Regions from separate parts of the Mus musculus genome. Here all the other regions are linked to region 2. A link is a contact called in public promoter capture Hi-C data. All regions are on one chromosome and are shown on one strand. The core of a region is the stretch at or near the end of the contact, and the rest is flanking DNA. Distances in the headings are between cores, read along the strand shown.

Region 1 (2,776 bases), core at 70-2,569, 2.5 Mb after region 2:
TCTGCTACCGGTACCTTAATCTGGCTACCAGTCTGGGACAAGGACACAGTGACCAGGGGCTCTACTGTTGCCTGGCACTTTGTGTAGTCACTCAACTCCCGAGCTAAGGCTTTTCAGACTCCCATTCAGCTATGATCGGTTAAGCCTATAATAAACACTGCCTGGAATGGGGAGGAGGATGGAGTGGGATGTTCTTCCCCTGCTGTCTGTCCCCAACTATCTGACAGTGCCATCTCCCTGTCTCCCCCTCTCCCCCCTCGAGGGTCCAGCTGCAGCGGTTGGCCATAGCTTTTCTAACCACCTCCAACCATTCAGGGACTTTGTGGACCAACTGCTGCAACTACAAAACTCCGTGCTGTCTCATCGTCCCATGTGGATTCTCATCCTTGACGTCAGTTACACGTGCTTGCCCTTAAAGACTTAGAGATGAGATGTTTGCTCTTATATGGGGACTTTGACTCATAGCTGGCCCCCACCCCTACCCCATTTCAGGCTCCAACCACAGCCCTGTGGAATCTAAGCAACCCCAACCGCACTCAGCAACTGTGGCAGACTGACTGATACAGGGCTGTTCAAAGAGACAGCAGCAAGTGGGTATCATGTGAAGGCCACGTGGGAGTGTGCGTGACAGAACTGATGGAAAGAGTATTCCAGGAAGAAGCCGGTTCTGGGGTCTTCATAGACAAGTGCTAGGGGCTTTGACATGGTGGAATTCTGAGCCCATGGGATAGTGTCTATGTTCACTCTTGGGGTAAAGTTGAGACAAGAGATGCAGGAGGAGAGATGACGGACGAACAACCATCTAGGAGACACACCCATTAGGGCTTCCCACAGAACCCCACGGGTTCTGGGCTACGGGTAGAGAGTTCCACGGCCAGGGGAGGACAGAAGCCCTGGCAGGGCCAAAGATGGACTGACTGTGCGGTTGCGCCTGTTCCCTCCCACCCCCAGGCTCATGCTTCACTTCTTGTGAGGTCCCAGGCAACACCACCTGTCTTTTATGCCACACCTCCACATTTAAACACTGCTAAAGATCCTGTCTGGCTCAGTGGGAGGTGGGACCTAGGAGTCCCTGACTTGGGCTTTGGGGTTTCGTCTACTTGGCGGCTAGCGAGCACCTGAGAGAAGTGGAACTGTGAAACTGGGCAACCGGGGCTTCCCAGACGCCAGGTTTGGAAAGGCTGGGGCCAGAAGGAGGGGGCTGCCCGCAGAGGGGAGCTGCAGAGTGCCGTGATCCTCCAATCCTGCAGAGTGCTCCCAAGCAGAGGTGACCTCCAGCGAGGGGAGTCCCTGGACCCTAGGCCTGTAGGGCGAATCCACCGGTTTCCCGGTGATCTCCCGGGAGGGTGCAAGCAAGGCTGGAGGCGGGCGCTCAGGGCGCGGCCAGTGGCTCCTGGGGGGCGCATCGGCGGGGCTGGCTGGCCGGCCTTTGGCTGCTATTTCTGCAGACTGCCAGGAGAATGGCGGGACGGAGGGCTGTGGCCCGGATCGGGCCCGGGGCGCTGCTGGTTCTGCGCGCTCTGCTGGCCGCCGCGCACCCGCAGTGCTTGGACTTCAGGCCGCCCTTCCGGCCGCCGCAGCCGCTGAGCTTCTGCGCGCAGTACTCCGCCTTCGGCTGCTGCACCGCGGAGCAGGACGCGGCGCTGGCCCGGCGCTTCCGGGTCCTGGAGACCCGCATGGATGCCGGGGTGTGGGCGACGTGTGCCGGCTACGCTCTGGACCTGCTGTGCCAGGTGAGCGGGTGCACGGAGGCACGTGGAACACTAGTCGCTGGCGGCGGGGGCGGGGGCGGAGCAGGAATGGCATCCCCAGAAGGGCGATACTCAGGAGTGGGTCCCAGACTTGGAGGGGAATGACGACCCTACAGGCATGAGACTTAGGAATGGATCCTGAACTTTGGAGGTGATGGCAACCACAGGGGCAAGGGTCGGGAGCGGGTACCAGACTTTGGAGCTTGGGGGGTCCAAGAGGGAGTGACTTGGTATCAGGCGGGAAGACCTGGCTAGCTAGCTCTTGTCATTCATTTGCTTTGCAAAGATGTTGGGCTTTTTTTTTTTTTTTCCCTCGAGACAGGGTTTCTCTGTGTAGCCCTGGCTGTCCTGGAACTCACTCTGTAGACCAGGCTGGCCTTGAACTCAGAAATCCGCCTGCCTCTGTCTCCCAAGTGCTGGGAGACAGAGGCAACACCACTGCCCTGCTGATGTTGGGCCTTTTAGGAGCCTCAGTTCCTCTTAGAGACTCAAGACTCCTATTCTCTGGGACACCCTGGAAGCTCCCGCCCCCTCCCCCCTCCTCCAGTGCCCCACTGCAGAGAGTCCTATCTCTGTCAGGTACCAGGATGAAGTCTTTGCTAAGTCTAGGAAGGCAGGATGGGAAGATATGTAGCCAAATCTGAGGCATGACTTTGTCAGCAGTCTGGGGACTGCTTATTCCGATGAGGACTCTTCCACAGGCAGACTGAAAGGAGTAGTCTGAGAGCCCATTCCTCAGGGCCAGGATGCTTAAAGCACCCACCTTTCTTTTCAGCTACTGGTCTCCTCACCTGGTAGAGTCTCTCCCCAGATGAGTTACTCTCATCTCTCCTCTGATAGTGAAGCCCTTACTTCGATCCACGCTGAACTATCGCTTCCCTTATGTCGATGCGGAGTATCCTGCCTGACTGATCTGATTGCAGGAATGCCAGCCAGCCAGCCAGCCAGGGAAACCCCAAGGCGGGCCCAACCTAGGTCTGTAAGGTGAAGGATTCACGAATAGAAACCGCCCTCCAACCCCTGCC
Region 2 (2,916 bases), core at 2-2,501:
ATGGGGAGGGAGCTTTAGGAGTGAAAGGAAGCCCTAAGTGCAGGGGACCTCCAAAAGCTTCTTTCTTTTTTTTTTTTTTTTTTTTTTTGGTTTTTCGAGACAGGGTTTCTCTGTGTAGCCCTGGCTGTCCTGGCACTCACTTTGTAGACCAGGCTGGCCTCGAACTCAGAAATCCGCCTGCCTCTGCCTCCCGAGTGCTGGGATTAAAGGCGTGCGCCACCACGCCCGGCCAAAAGCTTCTTTCAAGAAGCTATGAGAAGGAAAAGGAATAGTTGGGCCTTTCTAATGATTACTCAGAACAGAATGGTGAGTGTACCCAGCCAAACCCCGTAAGAAGTGTGCCAGGGGCTGGAAATTTTAGGAAGGAAAAATACATTATCTTAAGATGAACCCAGCATACTAGGAATGGCTCCTTTTTCTGAGTATGGTCCAGTAACCCGAACTTCACCTGCCCAACTGCATTAACTCTTCAGCACAGAGACAAGGTCATAGTCACACCCAGAAGTATATTCCAATCTATCACATAAAATTGGTAGTGGTGTTTCACACCTGTAATGTCAACACTCAGGAGGTGGAGGCAGGAGGATCAGAAACTAAGGGCTAGTAGCTTCATGGGAGCCTGTCTTATAAAACAAACAAGAACAACAACAACAACAACAACAAAAAACCCGCCAAAACCCCAAAGGTTACTGTCAATTTTATTAAATTATTGCCTTGGTCCGGAATCCCCTGCCCTGCACATTTGGCATGAGAAGCACAGGTCTGGGCAACACAGATGCAGAGGGTCATCGTCAGGGGAGGGGATCCACGGCCACACTTCTGGGACAGGCTCTGTACTGGGCTCTAACACATTTAAGTCCTCACTCACATCGATGTTTAAAAAGCAGTTCTCCCACGCAGCGGAGGTGCAACTGGCACCGAACAGCTCTCGGTTCCAGGCATCCCCCGCGCTTGGGCTGCCCCGCACGTGGCGCCCGCTTGGGCCGCGCCCCCTTCTCATCGCTGCCACGGCTGCGTCACTCTCATTCGCCAGGACGGCGTCGCCAAGCGAATGAACTACAGCCTCTCGCTCGGAGCCTCCCGCACCCATCCCACGCTCTACCACGAAAGCGTGAGATCACCGGGGGGGGGGGGGGGGGGGGGGAGGGGGAGAAGCGCCGCTTCACGCCGAGAACTACATTTCCCGTCAGGTCTTGCGGCGTCGCGCAGCGCGCGCGCAGGCGCGCGCTCGGTGTGCGTGGCGGCGTCAGCGGTTCTAGAACGTTGCTGTGGTAGCGCTCGGGCGCCATGTTAGGACGAAGGGGAAGGAGGAGAAGCGCTTAAAGCGGCGGGGCACGGGTGCAGGACTGGGTTGGCCCCGGGGCTGAGGTAGGCTGCCGTCCTTCCCGCCTCGGTGGATCATGCCCAGGACGGCAGCGGTCGCGGGGGGGAAGTGACTGGGCGGTGCCGGCGCCGGAGACGATGCCGTTGTAAGTGATTGGCGTGCTGAGTGAGGCGCACGCCGGCCGGGCCCCGGGGGTGGCGGAGGGGGAGGGGAGGCGCACGGGCGCCCCGGGCCGCGGCTTCCGGCCCCTCGGGCGCGGGGCCCCCGCAGGATCCCCAAGCGGAACGGCGCCCGGCGCGGACTGGCGGGCCGCGGCTCCCGGGTTCCTTCCTGTCCCGGTTTCACCATGGCGCCGTCCAGCCCCCTAGTTCCCCACTTCCGCTTCCCTCGGAGCGGGTGAGGAACCGGGGCCGGGAGGGAGCAGGCCGCGCTGGCGGCCCGGGGGCAGCTTCCGGAACGGCGGGCTGCGGGGCGGCGCCGTCCCTGCTTTGTTGTGACTAGGCAACCTGGCTTCGGCGCGCTACCTGATCGCTCCCGCCCTTGGGTCACTTGTGTTGTGATTGCGAGTGTACGCTTTGAGCTAATTCACTTAGGCCTTCTAATGTCGCTAGGTCTACTTTACACACTTGACCGTGATTTTTCTTTACTTAATTTCCCCCCTCCCCCCTTTTCTCCTAAGAAAGATATTTGGAAACCGGTTGTTGGGATTCGAAAGTAGATGAGGGTTTTATGTTCCAACTAACCTATCTTGGCGAAAAGGCTTTAGGTCGTGCGACTGCTTTTCTTCCAAACAAGAGAGGCAGTTTTGGACGTAGCCTCAATGTGACAGATCTAGGGTTGTACTTACTAATTTAAAAATGGATTTCATGCGCTTTTCTTTCTCACACACTAGCTTGCTAGCTTTACTCGACCCTGATGTTTAGTCCAGAGACCTGTCAGCTGTATTTCTGTAGTGATAACATTTGTTGGGCTTAATTAACCACAAAGTTCCCTTTGACTCCTTATTCATGGAACAAGGGTAAAGGAGCACGAGAATAGAATCTATAAAGATGTTTGGTGTTTTTCAGTGGGGTTCAAGTAGATGTGAGTGAGTGAGGTGTTGTCACATGATGACCTTGTATTAGCTCATCCAGACTTTTTTCTGATACATCAGTGCTTAAAAAAAGATATGGTTGCACACTCTAAAGGGAAGGCTTCGGATTAGAAATGTTATCTTGTGTCTGGGAGTGAAGGTAGGAGGGAGAGTACAGGTTTCCTGCAGTTTTTATTTCAGTGCACTTCTGAAAGTGGAACGGTACAAGGAGGCTGCATGAGCACCGCACATGTCCAGGTCTATGCTTGAAGTTCTTCAGTCTATTTCCTTTAGGTTTAAAAAAATGGAGCCAAGACAGATGGACATGCACATGACCCCTTTTTTTTGTGTGTTTCATGGGATTTGAACTCTATAGCCAGTTTCTTACAAGCTGTTCTATCTCCATCCAGAGTGTACTGGGACTTTTAATCCAGGGAAACCCAAGACTGCCTGGCTGAGGAGGACAGGCCTGCCTTCCTCCTCATTACTTTGTTTCTTGAGGGCTCTGTCCCTGAGCTCA
Region 3 (2,941 bases), core at 385-2,884, 2.4 Mb before region 2:
GCCTCTGGCTCGGACGCTTTGACTTCATACTCATTCTGGGCAGCAGCGCCTTCGGCAGCTCGTGCCGCATCTCTCTGCTTCTTCAACTTGATCTTTTTCTTTGGGGAGCTGGACTGTCCTTCCTCCTCTTCTTCCTCTTCTGAAACAGCCTGGGCCTTTCTCTTCTTTGTCTCCTCACTTGAGAACAAACGGGAGGGATTCTTGACTAAACGGTAATCTGTCAGCTCTTCAAAGCACACCAGGTCATCCATCTGTCCATCTGCAAACAGATTCGGGTCGATCGTCACTTGCTTCCATTTCCCCACAATCTTGATGCCCTTCCTCTGGAACGTGCCACGGCTTGCCAACTTTGGCTTTGAGTTTGTCTCCTTCACCTTCATGGTTGCTGAAAAGAAATGTTCTTCTGGGTTAGTGACTGTGGGGTACAGGCTCTAGGGCAACACACGCTTTCCTAAAACGTACTAGACCCTGCAAACAGCCAAGGACACAGAGATGGCTTAACTTACATAGAGGAGATGCTCAAATCCAGAAAATGAAACACACCCACAGAATAGGTAGTTTGGCTTGGAGCAGAGGGGACACAGGCAGTAAAGGACACATGAGCTATCTCTGGTTAGGATCCTAGCTCCAACACTTACTTTGTATGCAACCCCCACCCACCCACCTCCTCTCAGAATTTAGTGTTACAATCTTTCTAAATGAGAAGGGTGTGATAATATCTAATAATAACTAATTTTACACTGTACACAAAATAAGTATCAAAAGAGGCTTGATAAGCCATTTTGAACACGGAGTAAGAATCTGAGATACGGCGTGCTTTTTTCCCTGGTAGAACAAGACAAGTGCCATTTCCATCATCTTGGCCTTGGCCAGATAGGTTGAAACACGTCAAGTCCTAGGTTCCACCCCCCCTAGCACTGCGTAAAACCGTACATAGCCGGTATCCTGCCCTCAGGAATGGAGATGGAAGATCAGGAGCTCAAAGCCAGCCTTGGCTACACAAGACCCTGTCTTTAAAGTCTGAGTATGCACGACTCATCTGTGTGGAAGTGGCGCTACATGGGTCCTCTCTAAATGAAAAGGGACATTGTGGAGAGAGTAAGGCAAAACTCGATTCAAATCTGGATCCTGCTCGGTGTTTGCTGCACATCTCTGTGCCTCAGTCTCCTTATCTACAAATTGAGGATAATGAGATATTTATCGCACTGGGTCCTCATCTGAATACGAAATAGTGACGCACGTCAAAAACCGCTTAACATGGCGTCTGTGAGGATGGCATGGGACGCACGGCGACCCCCCGACCCCCGCCGCACCTCGGCCCCACCTTGACAAGGTGAAGGGAACGTCACTAGAAATAGGGCGCGGGGGAGTGACCTGTGCCTTCTGCCAGAGTCCCACGAGGGCTTCAAGGGAGGTTGCCGGGCCTTGATGCCCACAGCAAAGCATGAGCCACCGGCAACCAAGGTTGTGGGGACACCGGTGAGCCACGATGCTTCGAAGACACCGGGGAGCCCCTCCGCAGCCGGCCAGGGCCTGCTCCGCTCCGAACCCACAAAGAGCACTCACCGCCGCAGTCACCTCACACGCCGGGCCGTTTGCGCCAACCCGACCCGGAACTGCAGCAGCTTCAGTACTGCAGTTCCGGGGCGGAGCTCCGGGCACGCGTGCGCGCTAAGGAAGGAAGTTCCGCCTCTGTGCGGAAGCGTCTATCTGATTGGCACTCTCTCAGGACTTTGGCTGGAACTCGGAGGACTGAGCTGGGGGGCGGGCCCTGTGTGGCCTAGGTTACGCTTCCTGTTTATGGTTTAGGCAATGTTTCGGAGCTCCTTCCTGGACGCTAGGGAGCGCAAGCGCCCGGGTAATCGCTGTCTGGTTTGTGTGCAGTAGCTGTCCCACATGCATGAGTAACTGACTACCTGGAGCCTTAAAACATTTCCTTACCTAATTTATAAACCACCTAACCCTGGGTTGAAAGAGCCATGTTCTCCAGTTCGTAGTGCCTTTCCTACTGCACAGAGCTGGTCACGATACATTTGCCTGTTTAGTTTGATTGTTTTTTGATGTTTGTGCTGGAGATTTAAACTAGTCTTAGAGGCTGTATAGATGGCTCAGAGGTTAAGAGCACTGACTGCTCTTCCAGAGGTCCTGAGTTCAATTCCCAGCAACCACATGGTGGCTCACAACCATCTATAATAGGATCCAATGTATTCTTCTAGTGTGTCTGAAGACAGCTGCAATGTACTCATATAAATTAAAAAAATAAATAAACTAGTCTTCCATGCATATGGAAGCACGCTTCCCACTGAGCCATCTCCGAAGACCTGAAAATGTATTCTTTTATATCTTAACTTAGATCAGTTTTTTTTTTTCCGTGTCAGCATTATGAGATACACACCTAACACTGAATTAGATAACAGAGTGTTGTCATTGGCAAGGGACTTTCACCAAGACGCCAAAAGGATAGACAAGAGCAAAAAGAGATGCATGAAATTTTTATGAAAACAAAAATGCTTCCGCACACCACCCTGAATAGAGAGGGGAAAAAAGGCGGGCTGGAGAGTTGGCTCAGTGGTTACAAGCACAGACTGCTCTTCCGAGGGATCTGTGTTCAGTTCCCAGCACCCATATAGCAACTCACAACCATCCATAATTCCTGACCAGAGGATCTGATGCCCCCTTCTGGCCTCAGTGGGTGCTGCAAACACGTGGTGCACAGACATACACCTAAAAACGTAAAAGAGATATCTTGTTAAAAAGAATAAAGGAGGGGCTGGTGAGATGGCTCAGCAGGTAGCGCACTGACTGCTCATCCTAAGGTCCTGAGTTCAAATTCAAGCAGCCACATGGTGGCCCACAAACACTGGTAATGAGATCTGACGCCTGCTTCTGGCATGTCTGAAGACAGCCACAGTGTACTTATTTATAATAATAAACCTTTGGG

Evidence for each region. Promoter capture Hi-C pulls out the DNA fragments that hold promoters and counts their contacts. Capture Hi-C pulls out chosen DNA fragments and counts their contacts.
Region 1: a promoter capture Hi-C map of liver shows a contact between it and region 2, with 5 times the contacts expected there. The contact joins the promoter of Hhipl1 here to the promoter of Papola in region 2. A contact is called at or near these places in 7 of 39 promoter capture datasets (cranial neural crest, frontonasal cranial neural crest, hippocampal neurons and 3 more) and 1 of 115 datasets of contacts at active chromatin or transcription factors (large pre-B cells).
Region 3: a contact with region 2 is called in a promoter capture Hi-C map of liver, with 2.6 times the contacts expected there. The contact joins the promoter of Ddx24 here to the promoter of Papola in region 2. A contact is called at or near these places in 4 of 39 promoter capture datasets (the 3T3-L1 cell line, cranial neural crest, liver and 1 more) and 2 of 9 other capture datasets (adipose tissue and liver).

The regions. Positions count from the first base shown.
Region 1 is chr12:108,304,951-108,307,726 of GRCm38.p6, forward strand. It overlaps Hhipl1 (hedgehog interacting protein-like 1), which reads left to right and starts at 1,320. Exons shown (of 9, transcript NM_001044380.1): 1 at 1,320-1,733. The coding sequence starts at 1,461.
Region 2 is chr12:105,783,446-105,786,361 of GRCm38.p6, forward strand. Papola (poly (A) polymerase alpha) reads left to right here and starts at 1,252. Exons shown (of 22, transcript NM_011112.4): 1 at 1,252-1,469. The coding sequence starts at 1,462.
Region 3 is chr12:103,424,213-103,427,153 of GRCm38.p6, forward strand. Ddx24 (DEAD box helicase 24) reads right to left here and starts at 1,635. Exons shown (of 9, transcript NM_020494.4): 1 at 1,567-1,635; 2 at 1-385. The coding sequence starts at 380.